Linked DNA regions of Mus musculus: region 2 is linked to region 1. Evidence: chromatin contacts called from public HiChIP or PLAC-seq data. All regions are on one chromosome and are shown on one strand. The core of a region is the stretch at or near the end of the contact, and the rest is flanking DNA. Distances in the headings are between cores, read along the strand shown. Region 1 overlaps Casc1 (cancer susceptibility candidate 1). Region 2 overlaps Rassf8 (Ras association (RalGDS/AF-6) domain family (N-terminal) member 8).

Region 1 (4,030 bases), core at 1,027-3,526:
GATGAGAGAGCAGCCACCCATGACAGTGAGGGTCAGCCAGGCATGTGGAAAGGTGATTGGAAGTGAGGGGAAGCAGTTTAAAGCCCCACTGTTGATAGTCACCCAGAACTGACAGATAGAAATTCTCTTAACTCATGATGTCCAACAAAATCAAAGAAAAGATACAGACTTAAAACATTAATGATGCTCACACATACACCTAATGTGTATAAAAACCCTCATACACTCACAAACACACACAATCCAGACATATACACACACATTTACATATGCACACACACACAGAACACACACATACACCCTAATCTGTGTGGAACCCCAAACACACTAATATGTATCAAAATTCCCTGACACACACACACACCAAATGTATATGCCCATCCCGACCCCCCCCACACACACACACACTAATTATCTCTTTCTGGACATCACCTGGGTATGTCGAGTTTAATGCTAGTGTTAACTAGCCAGAGTTAGCATAATCCCCTGTGTGTTAAGGGTTTGATCCCACAAGCCTCTGCATGTCTGCCAAGCATCCCCAGGTTACCTGTACCTCCGAGCAACCAATTCTAAACAGGATTCCCTAAACTCTCTCCGCGGATGAGACATTCTGTTATAACGGCCCACCAAACAGAGAAAACTGGGACTTCGGCTTGGTATAAACCTCCAGATGAAGACGTGCACAGGGCACAGTGTGTAAGGAAGGTTGCTATGGTTTCCCGAGTTCTCTGGGCGCTTTGCATGCTCAGTGGCTTGCCGTGTTCACCGACCGGAAGAGTCTCTGAACCCCATCATTAAGGGAGTTTTAAGGACGTATCATGATGGAGGCAGGATAAAGTCATCCCTCAGGGCTGAGGAGCAGTGAGCGCCTCCATCCCCTGTCTACTCAGGCGCCCTCCTGTCCTCCAGAGAGCCACCACACTAGCTTACACTCAGACACAACTAAGTTGGATCATTATGAAAAATAAAACCAGTTTCTTCTATCCCAGCATGGAGGAAAATCCAGTCTTGTTCAACAATAATGGAAGATCAGCTAACATGACATCCGCTGGTCTCAGCTGATGAAGTGGCGGCTCCTCTCTACGCTGGCCACCGAGACCTCCGTGCCTGTGGGTTGGACACATACAAGGGAATTCTTTGGGATAGATGTTTTCTTTTTCTGTGATCTTAAGTTACAGAAGAAGGAAAGGACACCTTCCCTTGTTCTGCAGTGACAGGCCAGTCCCTTTCCATGTCCCTTTGACCTTTTCCGGGTGCGTGATGTGATATTCTTTATATTTCAGTTGATTGAAAAGGTGAAGTTAATTTTACTGGAAACTCCGACATATGAGCTGGACCACAGGACTGTCCTGCAGCATCAAGGGTCAATTCTGCGCCTACAAGAGCTGCTCAGCCTGAAGATCAACGTGGCCACAGAACTACTTCTTCGAGTACGGGCGGTATCTCTCTTACAGCACTAACTTTAACAGGCTGCCTTCAGCAGTCTTACTGTGTGTCCTGGTCCACTTAGGTCTCTAAAAACCTTTCAGTATTCAGGACAAATCAAGGAGATGAAGGACCCATACTTCTGTGACTTAACAACTGTTTATATTTTATTTTCTAAAGAGACAAAACATTATCAGCCAAAAGCTCGTTTTCCTTATATTTGCCAAAGTTCACTGAATTTATTATGAAAAAAAATACTTTACAAACCAATATGAGATAGCTGATGATATAGATCACAATTACTGACATCCTAGTTTTCTCCAGTTTTTATTTTGAAAGTACTATATTTAAATATGAGACTTAAAAGACAGTACCATGAGTTCCCATCTGGGCTCTCTAACTTTGCTATAATTTATAGAGAAAAATCAAAATTTTAAATGTATCATAACATTTTCTTTGTCTCTCTTTTCTTTCCTTACACCATTCAAAAGTTTGTGTGTTACACATTTCATCCCCAAAAATCTCACCAGTGACGGAAACATCCAAATAACTGAGCCAGCGAGCTTCATAAAACTCACAAGGTCAAAGTCCTGATACATGGCCCAGAGTCTTAATTCTCCCATGAATGTGTTTTATAAACTTTAATCTTGTTGCATTTCTGGAGAATCCTCAGAACACAGCCTACAGGCATAGGTTGCGTTCAGCCATTTTGCCTGGGGTCTTTTGGTTGGGAACCCGTCCCTGGGCGGCCCCGCTGGGGTGCAGTCTAAGTCTAAACAGGGCTGCAGAGTGCTGAGCTCACTCCTGCTGTAACTGGCCCGCCACGTTCTTGCATCTGCTGTGCGTATTGTAGGACAAACGGAATAAGGAAGTGTGTGGGTTGATCAGTGACGAAGATGTTTACTAAGAGAAAGTACAGTACTTTTCATCTTATTTTATACATTATGTTGCGGTTGAGGTAGAGACATTGGTACAAGCCAGCCCTTAGTGCATCAGGAAAACCGGGGGAACTGGGGAAACATTGCTGGGTAGAGTACTTGCTAGCATGCTCACTTGGCACCTCACAGAAATGAAAGGGAGTCAGGACGTAGAGGAGACAGATGAAGACAGGGAAGATAGCCAGGTCTGGGCACAGAGAAGGAAAGAGCGAGCTGCGTTACCTTACTGCAGCTGATCTTTTATTGTCTCCTGTGTAAGTGTGCATTTGCACACTTGGGTACCTGTGCATATGAGGCTCAAAGTTCACCTTGATTGCTGAGGCAGAGTCATTCAACTGAACCCAGACCTCTCAATAGGGCTGATCTAGTTAGCCAGCTTCCTCCAGGAGTTCCCACCCCTGCCTCATTAGGCTCATACTGCAGGAAGCCCCCCAGGCATTGACAGAGGTTTGGGGGACTCAAACTTTAGTCCTCACACATGGCAGTCACTTTAACCAGTGAGCCATCTCCTTGGCCTCTGAAGTATTATTTTCCTAGAAAGATCATGCGCCATTTACCCAGATTATTCTTTTAATAACACAAAGAATCCAGTGATTGTGCACCTTCCCAAGGCCGAGAGACTTTGTCAGGTTCTGTTGTGTTTTCTCTTACAGCAAGCTAGTAACTTAGCAGATCTGGACACTGGGAATATGGAGAAAATCATCAAAGATGAGAATGTCACCCTGTACGTGTGGGCAAACCTCAAAAAGAATCCAAGGTACCCCTTCCCCACTTCATAGATGCCAAGGCCGGGGCATTTAGTAGCTTGGCTTGAAGTTTGAACATCAGTTCCTGTAGAAAGCACTGAATCCTAGTGTCTAGAGCAGGCGTGCATGCTCCAGTAAATGCGAGCCTTCGCTTGCTGCTCACACAAGTGGTGCACATGTAGAAAAAACACTGCATAAAAAACAAACCTTAGGGAAGAACCCTAGGAAGCCTCCCCAGCCCTTACCCGGGCCACAGCTGGCCTTGAACTGCTGCATCCTCCTGCTTTAGCATCCTCCTGCTTTAGCCTCCCAGTGCTGGGCTTCCAGGCCTGTGACATCACTCCTGGCTCTGAGCTTCATTTTCAGTATGCCATAAAAGGAGGGAACAAAATATTTACCAAGTTGTACTTTCCACAAAGTGTGGTTTCTATTGACTTCAAGGCAGTGTGTCACCGTCTTTGCTGTCGACAATGCCGCACACAGAATCATGGGGGAAATTCCTCTGTACAGGAGAGGAAGCTGGCACGCTCTCCCACAGTGGGGACAGGCAGGTTTGGCTTTAATAAAGACAGGAGAGGATTGCAAGGAGTCATTCAGTGGCAGGCTGGCTACTCTTAGATGATATATCAAAGCATGCCAGACACCGAGAGGATATTTGGAGAGTCCTCAGGAATAAATCAGTAGTTTCAGTGACACAGATTCTTCTGATCGTGAAATATATTCACACGTATGGAAGGGTCATTCGGACCCTCTTAGAGTTCATTCAGGGAGGCCTCTTCCCCCTACATTATGCCAGAAAAAAAAGACCCAAAGCTGCTGCTGACCCCTGGTAAAGTGAGCAGCAGTTGAAACTGTAACCAGTCAGATGTAGAGACTGAGAAAGAGGAGCCCTGGGAGGAGCCCTGGGAGGAGCACTGGGAG
Region 2 (4,011 bases), core at 815-3,314, 590 kb before region 1:
CTGTGTGTAAGACACGCGTGAGCACCATTATGTCCAAGTGACACATGGATGTGCAGCCAGTTAGAGCTCCCAGACCCAGTGCTCGCTCACTCACTCATTCGCTCACTCACTCACTGCCAGCTTCAGCGCTGTGAAGGGCAGCAGGGACTGGGGCTTCTCATTTTCCGGTGCCTGGCAGCTCTTGTTACCGTGCTCACGGTGCCAGGCTCCCTCTGAGTGCTCCAAATGTGCAGGTGCATTTAATTCCCAAAAGCTCTTCTAGATAACCATCATTGCCACCTTCTCAGAGCAGATGCCCACAGTCACACTTTACTGCAAGAGAGCCAGGACTTGAATCCAGACATCCTGGAGCCAGGCATTTAGCTAACGTGCTCTACTACTCAAGAAAAGAATTAATGTGGCACCAAATTATTTAAAGAGCAGTCACTCGGCGAGATGGCTCGGTGGCTGCTGCACAGGCCTGGCAGCCTGTGTTCAATCCCCAGGGTCTATGTAAAGTTGGAAGAAAAGAATCAACTTTAAAAAGTAGTCTTTTGACCCTAAAATACTAAGTAAATAAAAAGAAGGCATTCACTAAAGGCCTACCATGCACTGAGCCTATGACAGGCACTTTAAAGATCCTAACGGGAAGTTCATGTGTTGACCTATATAACAAATGCCAACAAATGGATAGTTTACTAATAACACAAATGTAGTAAGTTCTAAAGGCTGCCAGTGCAGAACAGGCCACTGGATGCACTCTATGGTGACAACCTGCCTCCTGTTGTGGATGCTGCCTTCCCGCTATGCTGTCACATGGCAAAACAGGCAAGGCAGCTCTCTGTGGTCCATGTCATAAGAGTGCTAATTCTACCCATGACTTCTAAAAACCTAATCACTTCCGGAAGACCCTGCCTCCTGAGACCGGGGATGGATGGGGAGGGAGAGGAGTGGCGCTTACTCAGGCTGTGCAGTCAGCCTAGATTACCTGATCAGTTAACAGTCTAGATTAAAGTCTGCGTCCTGGACTCCCGAGATCCGGGGATGGAAGGCAGATAAGAAGTGGGTGTGGCAGAACAATCTATTCTTATTGAGAGTACTGCACATCAGGGAGAGGAAAAGTCTTCTAGGAAGCAGATGACTACGTTTTCTGAACCAGCTAGAGCCAGTACTCACTCTTTTCAATGGTGATGTATTCCTGTGGACACTCGGGAATAGCTAAATTGGACTAAACCAAAGCTCATTAAGCAATATTTTTAACTTGATGCTGGCTAAAGTCCATATGGTGTTGTGTAATTGAATGTAGGGTTCATGAAAATTTTGACCATAATCAAAGTCTGTGGATGCACTATGATGACAAATTAGCTTCATGTCAAATGCATGAGGGTGAGTTGTTTCTGGAAGTGCTTGCTCATGTTGTGTCATATGACTTCACTGCAGCCAAAGTTCTAAACACACAACACACACACACACATACACACACACACACACACACACACACACACACACACACAGAGCAGTGCACATGCCTCAGATGCAAGGTAGTTATAGTAAGTGTTCTCACCATGCAGAAACACTTCTCACAGAAAACAATGGCTTAGCCATAGAAAACAAAGGCCTTTCATGCTTTCTGACCACCATTTATAACATGCTTATCCTGTGTGTTGTGTTTTAAGCAGCACAGACAGCACACCCATTTCATTTACATATACATTTTCCTTAGTCTTTAATAAATGGTAAAATTACATTTATTCAAGAATCATTTAAGAAAGAACTATAGTTTCTTTTCATTAAGGTTAATTTCTGCATCTATTTTACCTTCCTTTTTAGTCACAGTGCTGTAAACTTTCTCAGGTGGTAAGAAGTCAGTAGTGAAAGCTTTAAAAGCCCAACGTTAGCTAATGAGGGAATGTGGGTATTGGATTAAGCCTGAGCAAATTAAGCCACTCTTCAACTGGTAATACGAGAGGAGATCATTAGGAAATAGAACGTTACAAGCAGGAAGTGCAGAGCCCATTCCCAGGCACAGGGAACTGGACTCTTGAAGTGGCTCCTCCCCCAGACACCCAGGCAGGACCTGTGAGGCTTGCGAACACACTCCTCTCCTGCCCCGCCTGCCTCTGCCCTTCCCTTCCTTCCCACAGAGCTGACCCAGCACAGAGGAGGGAGCCTCAGCTGCTCTAAGAACCCGCTCATGGAGAAGAGGTGATTGGCTCTACCTTCCTTCCTAATTTCTCATGAATGTCTAATTTGACTTTTGGCTAAAGTTCGTGCCTTGATGGGTGTCTGACCCAATCTTCTCCATGAAATAACAAGCCTTAGAGAGTGAAAATCTTCTAGCTCGAGGCTCATTTCTACCAAGCTTTTGTTCCTGATACTCATTCAAAACAAGTTCTTGGAGTGCAGGGTGGAGTTGCGATGCTGGTGACATCTTTCCCTAACTTGAGGCCTTGGACTGCTGCAGTAGGAAAGAAGATGAGGAAGGACGGCTCCACAGGAGAACACTACACAGAATGGAGGAAGCAGAGGGGTCTGTGAAGAAAGATGGTAACCACTCCACAGACCTTCACTCACTCCTGACACATGAAGATAGTCGGTTTTAATCCAGAAGAAAAGTCTAGAAGGAATTCTCCAGTCCCATATCATGCAATGATTTCTTCAGCATTAAATCTGAGTCTCAAAATGCCCTCAAGCAAAAACAGTTGAGCTTCTGTGTAGATGCTAACAATGTGCCACAGTGAGAAAACACAGAAGAAGGCTGCTGTGCTAGAGGGCTCAGCCTCCCTAAGACTGGAGACAGTGCTATACAGAATTGTACTTCACTGGCTATAAAAATCCCACTATGCTCTGGAGAGGATGATTCAAATGTTCTTTGGGGTGAAACAGAATAGAAATAGCAATAATTAATTACTGCTCCATTTGTCTGAAGGTGGTAGTATTTAATGATCTACAATAATTTATCTTCTATGAAATCTCCTTTGTAACAAGAGAAATATTAAGTGGTTTGCAGTGTAGTGTTTAATGTAAAGTACCTATCTGCTATTTCAAAGAATAATTTAAGATAGCAAGACTCTTTTGAGAATGAGAATTGCTAAATGTTTAATTTTAAGATTAAAGAAATTATTAACATGAAAAAAATCTCATGCACATGCATATATACAATATTAGTAAACATAAAAAGATATAAATCTAGCATGTGCATCACCAATTATAATTTTTAAAAGTATAGGAAGCTTGTGTGCAAAACTAGTGTCTCTGAGTGACATGAAGTCTCATGATTAAATGCATGTAAACGCCATGCTTAAATCTTACAAAATAATACTTCACCCATTTAGACATCAACTTACCCAAAGAACAGGCAAGCACAGAGAAAGCACATCCAACAAGAGTGTGCAAGGGAAGCCGGCAGTGAAAACCCCGATTCCTGCCTTCCAGTGTCGAGAACTGGAGTGAACTGGGGGATCTGTCTCCTGTGCGACTGGTTCTTGGGACTGCTTGTCAGAGTTTCTGTCTGTCCACAGAACACACTATGGAGCTGTACAGACAAAGCCTAAGCAGTACAGAACATGCAGAACTGTCCGCAGACAGAGCTCACTACCAGTGCAGCACTGGAGGGGACTAAGGTGTCTCGTTTTCAGAACTACACTGTTTTATGTGGTCACCCTGCAGACAGGTACGGTGAAGGAGAGGAAGAAGGCCAGGCCTAATCCACCCCACCTCCTACTGCTCAGCAGCACCCCACAGTCCCTGCTTTCTGTGCATGCTTGTGAGTCACTAGGGTTGTGCAGAGAGTGACTGTGAGTCCTGGTTTACCTACAAAAGCAATGGCTTACACTTCTTCCTACCCACTGAGTGCTCGGTCAGATCCTTTAGGATAAGAGAATGGAAGTCTTCTAGCATAAAAATATGCACAGACTGTTTCTAGAACAAGAATGAGATTTGGGTCAAAAGGTTATAATATTTTAATAAAAATAACAATAGTTCTCAGTCATTGAATTGTTTATAAACCAAGTCATATATTGTACACGCATA

What was found. HiChIP or PLAC-seq counts read pairs in DNA pulled down with a chosen protein or histone mark.
Region 2: a contact with region 1 is called in an H3K4me3 HiChIP or PLAC-seq map of bone marrow-derived macrophages, with 5 times the contacts expected there. The contact joins two enhancer-like sites. A contact is called at or near these places in 1 of 39 promoter capture datasets (stem cell-derived epiblast-like cells) and 2 of 115 datasets of contacts at active chromatin or transcription factors (T-cell acute lymphoblastic leukemia and bone marrow-derived macrophages).

Annotation. Positions count from the first base shown.
Region 1 is chr6:145,191,892-145,195,921 of GRCm38.p6, reverse strand. Casc1 (cancer susceptibility candidate 1) reads left to right here. Exons shown (of 16, transcript NM_177222.4): 7 at 1,284-1,430; 8 at 3,017-3,120. Among named protein-coding and RNA genes, the nearest start is that of Gm15543, 12 kb to the right of the region's middle. Within about 2 kb of position 2,276, at least 51 of the 459 cell types and tissues checked have an H3K27ac peak or open chromatin away from gene starts, as enhancers often do. A contact at or near this core is called in bone marrow-derived macrophages, where this site is marked.
Region 2 is chr6:145,777,619-145,781,629 of GRCm38.p6, reverse strand. All of the region lies in intron 1 of Rassf8 (Ras association (RalGDS/AF-6) domain family (N-terminal) member 8), which reads right to left. Among named protein-coding and RNA genes, the nearest start is that of Gm15704, 31 kb to the right of the region's middle. Within about 2 kb of position 2,064, at least 47 of the 459 cell types and tissues checked have an H3K27ac peak or open chromatin away from gene starts, as enhancers often do. A contact at or near this core is called in bone marrow-derived macrophages, where this site is marked.